Regions from separate parts of the Mus musculus genome. Here region 1 is linked to region 2. Evidence: chromatin contacts called from public HiCAR-type data. All regions are on one chromosome and are shown on one strand. The core of a region is the stretch at or near the end of the contact, and the rest is flanking DNA. Distances in the headings are between cores, read along the strand shown.

The links. HiCAR-type assays count read pairs that join an accessible place to other places.
Region 1: a contact with region 2 is called in a HiCAR-type map of astrocytes, with 5 times the contacts expected there. The contact joins the promoter of Col12a1 here to the promoter of Ooep in region 2. A contact is called at or near these places in 3 of 39 promoter capture datasets (hippocampal neurons, liver and pre-B cells) and 1 of 115 datasets of contacts at active chromatin or transcription factors (astrocytes).

What each region holds. Positions count from the first base shown.
Region 1 is chr9:79,717,037-79,721,944 of GRCm38.p6, reverse strand. Col12a1 (collagen, type XII, alpha 1) reads left to right here and starts at 3,223. Exons shown (of 66, transcript NM_001290308.1): 1 at 3,223-3,526.
Region 2 is chr9:78,375,363-78,380,305 of GRCm38.p6, reverse strand. Ooep (oocyte expressed protein) reads left to right here and starts at 1,718. Exons shown (of 3, transcript NM_026480.3): 1 at 1,718-1,952; 2 at 2,149-2,331; 3 at 2,615-3,403. The coding sequence starts at 1,778. The coding sequence ends at 2,751. RefSeq lists an enhancer at 4,896-4,943 and cis regulatory regions at 3,827-4,943, 3,827-4,943.

The DNA of each region.
Region 1 (4,908 bases), core at 1,974-4,473, 1.3 Mb before region 2:
CCAAGGTGTCTCTTCACAGCTGTAGTACAATAACTAAGACAGAGGTGCTGATTAAATGTGTATTGAATTGCCCACAGGGTCGGGAAATGTTCAGACACAGTTTCCACTCCTCCTGGTCTGGCTGCTTGTTGGCATCCGATAACCAGGAGGAACACTAGCACCACTATACCTTTGTCTCCAGACTCTCACACAGAATCCTCAGTGTTCAGTAATGCCTACACTTTCACCCAGGTCTCTCTTTCCTCTCTGCAAGGGTGGGCCAGTTAGAATGTGCGGTGGGAGTAAAAACTGTTTATCCTATCTCTGGGGCCTTAGTTAAGTTGATTTCATGCACTTTTAGTTTTCTAGAAGCTAGTGTTGGTGCTGTGTCCCAGCTTCATCCTAAAATGGATCTTTCCCCCCTGTTTATTTTATTTCCAAAAACTGCCCAGAGCCTCACAGCTCTGGGGCAGGCTTTTCTCTACAGAGTGCCTTAACTTGACGCCAAGTCCTTGTCTGTATTCCCTTTCAATTATCAGTCCGAAAAACCAGGTGGCTGAATGACAGATTTTTTTTTCCTCCAATCGTTCCCAGCTCTCAAAATCCATAATTTTGATTCAGATTTCTAGTCATCCACTAGGTCGCGCTGTGTGACAAGAGATCTGTAGATCTTGAACCCCCGGGAACCCAGGACTCGAAGGGAGAAGAGGTGGGAACAGAAGAGAGGGAGAGAGAGGATAGGCCGATCCTGGGGATATGGCCACAGGAGTAAGACCCACAGGAAGCAACTAGACTCAATAAATACAACCAGCTGTGCTTCAGTCAGCAAAAACCCACCGCTTTACTGCAAACTTAACAGATTCCAAGGGGAGTTAAGAAACAAACGCACCTTTGACAGGCACCAGGTAGGAGGGGGGGTTCTAACATGTTTGTCCCCTTACTGGAGTCAAGCTTACAGGGCCCAGGAGACCAAACAATTCAGACTTTAGGCTGCGAGGATTTGAATTGCCCCATGGCCCCTTGCGAATAAGCGTGCTTGGATACATTTGTGACTGTCTCCTTCACCAGCAAGTCGCCCCCCCCCCCCCCGCCTCCCACCTAGAACCACTAAATCTTGTCCAGGGATTGTTTTTTAGAAGGCGATAAGGGCTTCTGTAGCTGTTGGTTTGCCTCACCCACCTTTCTTGCAGCATATCTTCCCCCCTCCCCCAGCCTCCCCGTTAAAAAGGACTTGAGCAAAAGGAGCCCCTGCCTGGGTGCCTGCCGCTCGCAGCTCTAGGCTGGAGAGGATGTTTGTGTCCAGAAGTCTTTTCCAATCGGTCTTCAGGCTGCAGACTGAGCAAGAGGAAGACAGGGATAGACACTCTCCACTTGTCCAGCTCTCCCTTTCTAGATAGGGAGTGTCATTGTGCTTGTGTGTGTGTGTCCTTCTATGGCTGGTGTAGTCCTTCACCTTCACAGTGGGGTGCTGGAACCATAGCCCTGGTCTGTCTTGTTGCCACCTTCCTTTACGTGTCTGGGGACCATACTGGACGCTTTTCCCTACATGTGCATGTCCTGCTGAAGAGCAGGCTTGGAAGCTGAGTTCCCTTCAGGCATGAAGAGGGGGCTCGCTGCTCCTGGGTGGCTCTGAGCATCACAGGGATGTAAAAGATCAGCTGTGTCGCATACATTGGTGTTTGCATCTTCCAGATGCGTTCACACCCTGGCTGGAGGGTCTAGGCAGACACCAGAACTGTGGAGACATGAGGGAAAAGCCTGCGCATTGTGTGGGCGCTTTGTGCAAGTTGCTCAGCGGCCTTTGAGTGGGCCCTGCGTGCTCCAAGAATGTGCAGAGGTGGTGGCCATTCTCATTTTTCTCGTTTCTTTTCTTCCAGGCTCCTCTCTTGCTCTGGTTAGCTCTGGCCAGAGGCCGCCCGTGCGTGGGGCAAGGCGCAAGGGAACTGGGAAAAAGCGTGCAGAGTTTTGGTCAATTCCAACACTAATGTGCCTAGAGCAGGGAAGTCAAATCTGCAGAGGTAAGATCAAGCATGGAAGAAAGGCTTAAGTCAGGTGTGCTCGCAACTTCTGCTACCAAGGGGCGGTCTACTCCAGGGTCTAGAGCCCTGTCCTGTTTCCAGTACCCACTAGCCCAACCCTGCTGAGGCGACGTCTCTGGGCTTCAAGGGGCGGGAAATTCGCGGAGCGAGTTCTGAGCTCACAAACGCGTGTAGGAATCCGTCTTCGAGCCCTTTCCGGATAACAACGTGTGACTACTGGACACTTCATCCCATGCGTCTTGTACAATTTGGCAACTTCAAGTGCCAGACTCCCACTGCGTCCAAGGGGTGGAGTGCCGGGAACCGGGGAGCTGCAGAAAAGAGCCCGTGTGCTGGCGGAGTATCCGGCTCCTAGTTGGCCTTCTCAGTAGCTCGCGCCTGCGTGCGAGCGTCCCCGAGCGAGCTCCTCTCCGTCCTTTTCACCTCTAGGAATTTTTTAGGGAAGAGCTGCCTGAAGCCCCAACGTGGGCCAGATTTTACTCTTAAACTGACAAGAAATTTCTAAGGAGAATAAAACTTGTTCTTAAGTGTCCCGTTGGGATGCCCCCGCCGCCCCCGCCCCCAGGTACCAATAACTTTCCTCTCCCTCCCTCCAGACTGAATCGAAGCCTCCCATCTCTATCCTGAAAAACTAGGTTAGACAGACAGGCCTGGGAAAGCCATCCTAGCCCTGAGCCGGGAGCAGGCAGGCGGCTGTCGGAGTTTTCAAAGTCGCGCCTTGGAGACTGGGAAAGACAGAGGCCCGCCGCGTGCACAGACAGTTAGTTAATGGAAAGCCTGTAAATCGGTTTTAAGTGCACCCAGGACAGAGGGGGAGGAAGGTGGACGTGGGGACGGTGGCGGCCGGAGATGCAATGGTGAGGGACAAAGGGGATGCCCATCCCGCTGCTCTGAAACGAAGATCCGTTCCCCACTTCTCCATTGTTCTTATTTTAGAAAAATAAACGTATTAAAGAAACTCGTTGGGTTAGGGAAACCCGAGCCCCCTAGCCCGCCCCAAGCGGAGGAGTCCGCGGCCTCCCTTGGCAGGGAACCCGGCTGCGGCTGTCCCCCTCTCTCCCTCCCTCCTCCCCGCCCCCGGAGGGGCATTGCTACTACGGCGATCGCCACCTCACGCCGAAGGAATGCTCGAAGTATGCACACGTTCCCAAAAGTAGACCTCCTTCACCGCCGAGGAGCATACATCACCCGTGGCAGCCTTCCACCTTCTCAGGCGTTTCGTAACCGAGTAAACTGAGAGCCGGGAACAGCCCTCTATTAAGTAGCCCGCGGCGCGGAGTCTCTTCCCAGTCGGCAAAGGCGGCCGCTGCAGACGCGTCCGCCCGCAGCTGCATTCAGTCCCCCTGCCTCCGCTCACTCTGCGCACTAGGCGCTGCTGCTGGGTGCTCCCATCGCCTTTTCCACACCGGCGGCCGCCAGGTGCTCCCGGAGCGCAGCGCCCTCCCAGGCCCGGGGGGTCCCACGCGCAGGCTGCTGGACGCCCGCTCCCTCTGTCACCTCCGGCTCAGGTCAGTCTGGCTTCTGTTCCCCACCCCAACCCCCACCCCTCGCGCCCTTTCCCAAAGATAACTGGGGAAAGTGGCTTCTTGCTTGCACCTTAACCCGGGGCTGGCAGAATGCCCAGCAGGGGCTGCTTGGCTTTGGAAGCGATTGATTAGTGTGCCCGAGATAGATCTGTGGCACAGGAGTTTGGCGGTTTCTTTGGAGTTTTGGAGGGAGAAGGAAAGGTGGCTTGCTTGTGTGCCAAGTGGGACTCAGTGTATCCATCTGTAGGGCAATGTCCTCTATAGTCTCTGTCGCTTTCAGTGAAGTGCACGGGCTGCATAGGTCGCTCTTTATAATCTGGTGGCTTTGCCAGGGACTCCAGGCTTGCAGCAGGGACTCAAGGCATTGCCAGAAAACGAAGTGAAGTACTGTACGCTCCGCGAAGAATTCCATGGAGGGCCAGTGGAAAGCGCTCCAGCTTGGGGAGACTAGGCGCTAGTGGCATCTCCAGATGCTCGGGGGAGCTGCCCTGGCTCCATCCTCCACTGCTTTCAAAGTGCTGCTGGGTTAGGCCAGCTCTCGCAGCTTCTGAGACTTCCTTTTTGGGTTCCTCCTGAATGCACTGGGATTAAGTTTTACCCAGGGTCAGTCAATGGGACCTTTGAGGAGGGTTCTCCTCCAGTCTTTGAGTGCACAGATCAGAGTGCGTGGAGTCAGTGCATTTGAGAGCAGTTGACAAATGGGACCTGCATCTGGCTTCCTCAGCCACCATCCCCTGACCAATTCAGATCTTTGGCATACACCTCCTCTCAGCTCCAAGGTTAGGGTCTTCTAAAGAATACTGGGGTAGGATTGGGGGAGGGGGGCGAAGAAACAAGTCTAAGCTCGTCCTTGGCTAGGTAGCCTTTATAGAAGACGTAGGTGACGCCTGGACTCTAGATGGGCCCACGAAACATTTGTGTGCCTGTGTGTGCGTTTGAAAAAAAAAGTTAAATTGAGAGAGTTAAGAAGTTGGCTCCTTCCAGCAAGGGGTGGGGGAGGGGCAAGTTGTCCGAAAGAGACCAGTTCCCATAGTGCCCCCACTCCGGGCAGTTGATTCATTTTCATTCATGAGGGGAAGTGAGGGAAATCCTACTGCCACGTAAGGGCTACCGCTTTCAGACATCTATGTCTGAGAATGCTCAATGAAGTGTTGCTAAGCACTCCGATAAATGTTTTGGCTAAGAAGGAGAGAGAAGTTTTTCTTTAAAACGTATACGAACGGAATTCTTGGCTGGCTGAGATGGCTGAGTTATTCATCAGATACCCCAAAGAGAAGTGATTCATTCTTGATGCTGAGACAGGAAGCCGATAGGTGGCGCACTAGACTAAGACTAGACTAACTCAAGTTTTTTGTTCACCCTTT
Region 2 (4,943 bases), core at 469-2,968:
GTGGGAGATATTTCCAACAAACTGTCCTCAACTTAACAGGAGCTCTTCCAGAGAGATAGAAACCCAGAGGGGTTTGGGTATGTGGGTGACATGAGGTCTGGGGTCAGGCTAAAATGCATCTGGTTTGGAACAATACTTGAGCATCCTTAGATCTTCCTGGCCAGACAGCCCAGCCTGGAGGATGTGTCAGGTTCAGTGAGAGCATGTCTGGATACAGAGAACAGGAAAAGAGTTGGAGAAAGATGCTGATGTTGAACGGCTACACATCCCTAGGTGTTGTGAAAGCGATTCTCTCTGCCTCCTGCCCCAACACAAGGAGTTAAGATTAGACTGAGAAGCAAGACAAGAAAGAATAAAACTTAGAGAAAACAGGATGGATCTCTCACAGTACCCTGCTGCACGAACTGTAAGCTGTTCTGACCAGTCCCTCCAGAGATAACAGGGGAGACAAAAGTGTTGGAAGTCTTGGTTGTTGCTTGGCTTGGGTTGGGTACAAAGAGTTTAAGGCTACAGATAAAATGAGGTGCAATAGTCACATGACCTCCACCTTCCTCTTAATCAAACTCAAACCCAGACAGCTGGAGGTTAAGACAGTTGGCACTCCTGTCTCCCCCCACCCACCAAGCCTATCAAAGAGTGGGAGCATTTTAACTCTCTGGGGGCTGGCATGGGCTTAGCAAGTAAGGTACAGTGATATTATCTACCTGGGATGCTAGGATTAAAAAACAACAACCAAACAACAACAAAACCCCCCAAAACAAACAAACAAAAAACTCTGCCTCCAAAACAAAAGGAAATCACAAATTAACTGTCGTCCAGATGAGAATGGTCAGGGATTGTCTTCCTCACAGATCTTTGAAAAACTGATGCAGACAAACAACACTTGTGGCTAGCCCCAGCTCCCTAAGGGAATCTGAAAATACAGACACAGGGTGTGTGTGTGGTGGTGGTGGTGTCGGGGGAGGGTAACATAGGGTTGGGCTTGGTGTGTGCTTGTTGGTTTTTGTTTTTGTTTTTGGTTTTTCGAGACAGGGCTGGTGTGTGCTTGTTAAGTAAAAGTAACTTCAGCTGGGAGCATCTCCAGAAAACAGCTCAAGCAAATGTATGGACCTGCGGGAAGCTGTTCTGTATTTCCAGAGGGCAGGCAGGCTTGTCAGCACTGCTGACAGAAACAGAGCAGCCCTCGGGACAGGGAATGACAACCAGCGAGACATGCAAACCTTGACAGACATCGTTGTATTAGGTTTAAAATGATTAAAAAAAAAAAAAAACCTTAATCAGGAATTAATTCCACTTAAAGAAGAAATGACACAGGATTAGAAATAAAATCTGTCAAACTTGTGATGTTTGTTTCAAAACCCACTTCTGTCTTTTAGATTAAAACACGAATCTGTGTTGTAAAGGATTTCTAAAGGTAACAATTCAGACAGCAGACGAGGCACATTCTACAGACTCTACTAGCCTACCCTGGGCTATATCTTTGAAAGTAACACGGAATTAAGTAGAGCACAGGAGGTGATTCCAATTAAGCCACCAAATCAAATTCTTCGTGTCAGCAGTATCCTGGGCAGGGCCTAGAATGTGACAGTCTGAAGACCTGGTAGAGGACCTTTGTTAGTGTTGGCAGACCCAGCCTACCCACTTGCGCGGTGCGCGCCTTGCTGGAGGGGGGGGGGGGGCGCCGGCGTGGCATAGAAGGGGCGGGGTCGGGCTGGGCAGCTTTGAAAAGCGAGACCAGACCGGCTGCCAAGCAGCGCCCCGTCCTCCTGCTTGCAGTATGGCATCCCACACGGCTGATGCTGACGCCAAGCCAGACTCTGACTCTCAGAAGCTGCTTAACGTCCTGCCTGTGTCCCTGAGACTTCGCACTCGGCCCTGGTGGTTCCCAATTCAGGAAGTCAGTAATCCTCTGGTGCTCTACATGGAAGCCTGGGTGGCAGAAAGGGTCATAGGTGAGCTCACCCCAGGGGGGTCTGGGTTAGCTCTCTGTATCCTTTTAGGGGCAGCAAAGGTTTGGGTTAGCTCTCTGTACTCTGCTAGGGGCAGCAAGTCCATGCCCCATCCCTCAGTCTAATCTGCCCTTCAAAGACCGCGCCTTCCCATCTGAAGCCGTTCTAATTGCTTAGAGTCTCTTCCTCACCTGTTTAGGCACAGACCAAGCGGAAATCTCAGAAATAGAGTGGATGTGCCAAGCCCTGCTGACAGTGGACTCCGTCAACTCTGGGAACCTAGCTGAAATCACCATCTTTGGACAACCCAGTGCACAGACGCGAATGAAAAATATTCTCTTGAACATGGCGGCCTGGCACAAAGAAAACGAACTCCAAAGAGGTAAGGGATTTTGACGACCCACCTGGGGAGTAAGCCGCGGGAGAGTCTCAGCTTCTCACAATTTCTTTCAGTTTCCAAACACCAGGAAACTACATTGTCCCTGGGTATCCCTTTCCAAAGCCCTTAAATGGCAGGAAGGTAGGGAAAGACCGACACACCAAGGTCCATTAACCCCCCCTGCTCAGCCATAGGCACCAGTCTTCCCAGATTCCAGGTCCAGAAGCCCTTCTCTTTAAAACTCTGCGCCCCTCCCGCCTGACTGTTGGTGTTGATCCTTTTCCAGCTGTGAAGGTGAAAGAAGTTGAAGAGTTCTTGAAAATTCGTGCCTCCTCAATCCTAAGCAAGTTAAGTAAGAAAGGGCTAAAACTGGCTGGCTTTCCGCTTCCGCTGGAGGGAAGAGAAACACAGATGGAGTCTTAAATCACTACACGTATTTTCTTACCCGCCTTCACGAGCACCTCCTGTTTATTTTTCTTTGCAAATAGCAATTTGTAGAACTATTCCAATATAAAAAATTTTTTTTGGTATGCTGTTGGTTTGATCACATACAGTAAAATTTATAAACACTTGAGTATTCAGTTGATGGTTCGGGGAGTATGTAGGTTGTATTCCTACGGTTTCTAACAACACTTCAGTCTGGCCCTCAAGAATGGCACAGTTGACTTAAAAGTGGGCCCTAACTCCTGTGTCAAGCAAGTTTTTTTTTTTTGTTTGTTTTGTTTTGTTTTTTCGAGACAGGGTTTCTCTGTGCAGCCCTGGCTGCCCGTGAACTCACTTTGTAGACCAGACTGGCCTCGAACTCAGAAATCCGCCTGCCTCTGCCTCCCGAGTGCTGGGATTAAAGACATGCACCACCATGCCTGGCCCAAGCAAATTATTTTAAGTTACCCAGTAGTTTGGGAAAAGGGCATCATTAAAATGTCAGCTCTTGATCCCTTTGTCCTTCCTTATTGAGACAGAATATCTATGTCGCCCCGACCGTCCTGGAGTCTCCTATTTAGACCAGGCTGGCCTTGAACTCCGATCTACCTGCTTCTGCCTCCCAAGTTCTGTGATAAAGGTGTGCTCCACCATTTCTGGCTACCCTTTTGTACTTTTTAACCTACTCCAGTTAAGGCAGTAGTCTCAACCTGGGATCAGAATATAATCCTGTATATCAGATATTTACATTACAATTCAGAAGAGTGGTCGAGTTATGAAGTAGCAAAGAAATGTACGATTGGAAATCAACACAACGCGAAATGTATTAAAGGGCCTAAGCATTAGAAAGATTGGGAACCATTGATTTATAGTGTGCAAGAATTCACTTGGGAGCTGGGCAGTGGTGGTGCAATGCCTTTGATCCCAGCACCTGAGGCAGAGGCAGGTGGATCTCTTGAATTTAAGGCCAGCCAGAATTCTGGAGAATCCTTGTACCAGGAATGGGGTTGGACAGGAGAATTCACTTTGGAAGGGCCTCAAAACAATGTCCTGGGCCCCTTCTCCAGTGATTCCCCGTGAGAGGATACATTAATTTGCAGCTCTAACATGCTCAGGATGCTGAAACATGACTTTGGGGCAATCATTTCTGCTCAAGGTTGCTAAGCTGTTACTATGCTTCCTGTTACCTGGGCCCCACCCCAGGAACTCCGGTTTTCTCACAGAAATTTGTCATACTTTTTTTTTTCTGGTGTGAACTTGATTTAAAAAAAGTCAATACCGTTTAAGCAGATTGATCATCATTAGCAGATTTATGAATAGGTTCATGCATAAAACTTAAAACTTTTTAGTAACTTCTGGACAAAATTCTATGTTTCTACCAGAATTTGTATTTATTAGCCTATACTTGAGCCCCCAAACTCAGGACCACAGGCTATGAGTAGCATATTTTCAGATAAAGCTTTGCTGTTTTTATTTATGTGTAAGGGTGGTTTTGCCTGTATCTATCTGTATGTCTGTATGTGCACCACGTGTGTGTCTGGTGCCTGCAGAGGCCAGAAGAGAGCATCAGATCCCTCCGCAACTATTGTTAGCTTCCATGTGGGTGTTGGGAATCAAACTTGGGTCCTTGGAAGAGCAACCCGATGCTCTTAATCACCAGGCCATGATTCCACTTCACAGATAGAACCGGCCTCTTTTTTTCCTTCCTCCCCCCCCCTCTCTCTGACAAAGGCTGTTTTTGGTTTTTGTCGCTCTCTTCAGAGACCCCAGACGAGGGAGGGCATCAGATCCCATTAACAGATGGTTGTGAACCACTCTGTGGTTGCTGGGAATTGAACTCGTGACCTCAGCTCTTAACCTCTGAGCCATCTCTCCAGCCCCAGAGCCTTTCAAAAGGGGCTAGAGTGGTGGCTCAGCAGATACAAGCACAAGTCTCAGAGGAAAAAGGGATGCAATGAATATAAAATTAAGTCATTTCATCACTATACCTGTGAACATGCACTCCTAAAGAAAATGTAAACAAAGGTGTGAACCTGGGGAAGATCATGTGATGACCAGAGTAGACCCAGACACTAAAGCAGTGACAATTCCATTTTGGACTTCTAACTCTAATTACAGGGACTCATTTCTGTTGTTTAAACTGTCTGGGTTATTTTGTTGCGATAGCCCAAAGAAGTTAACACATTTAACAG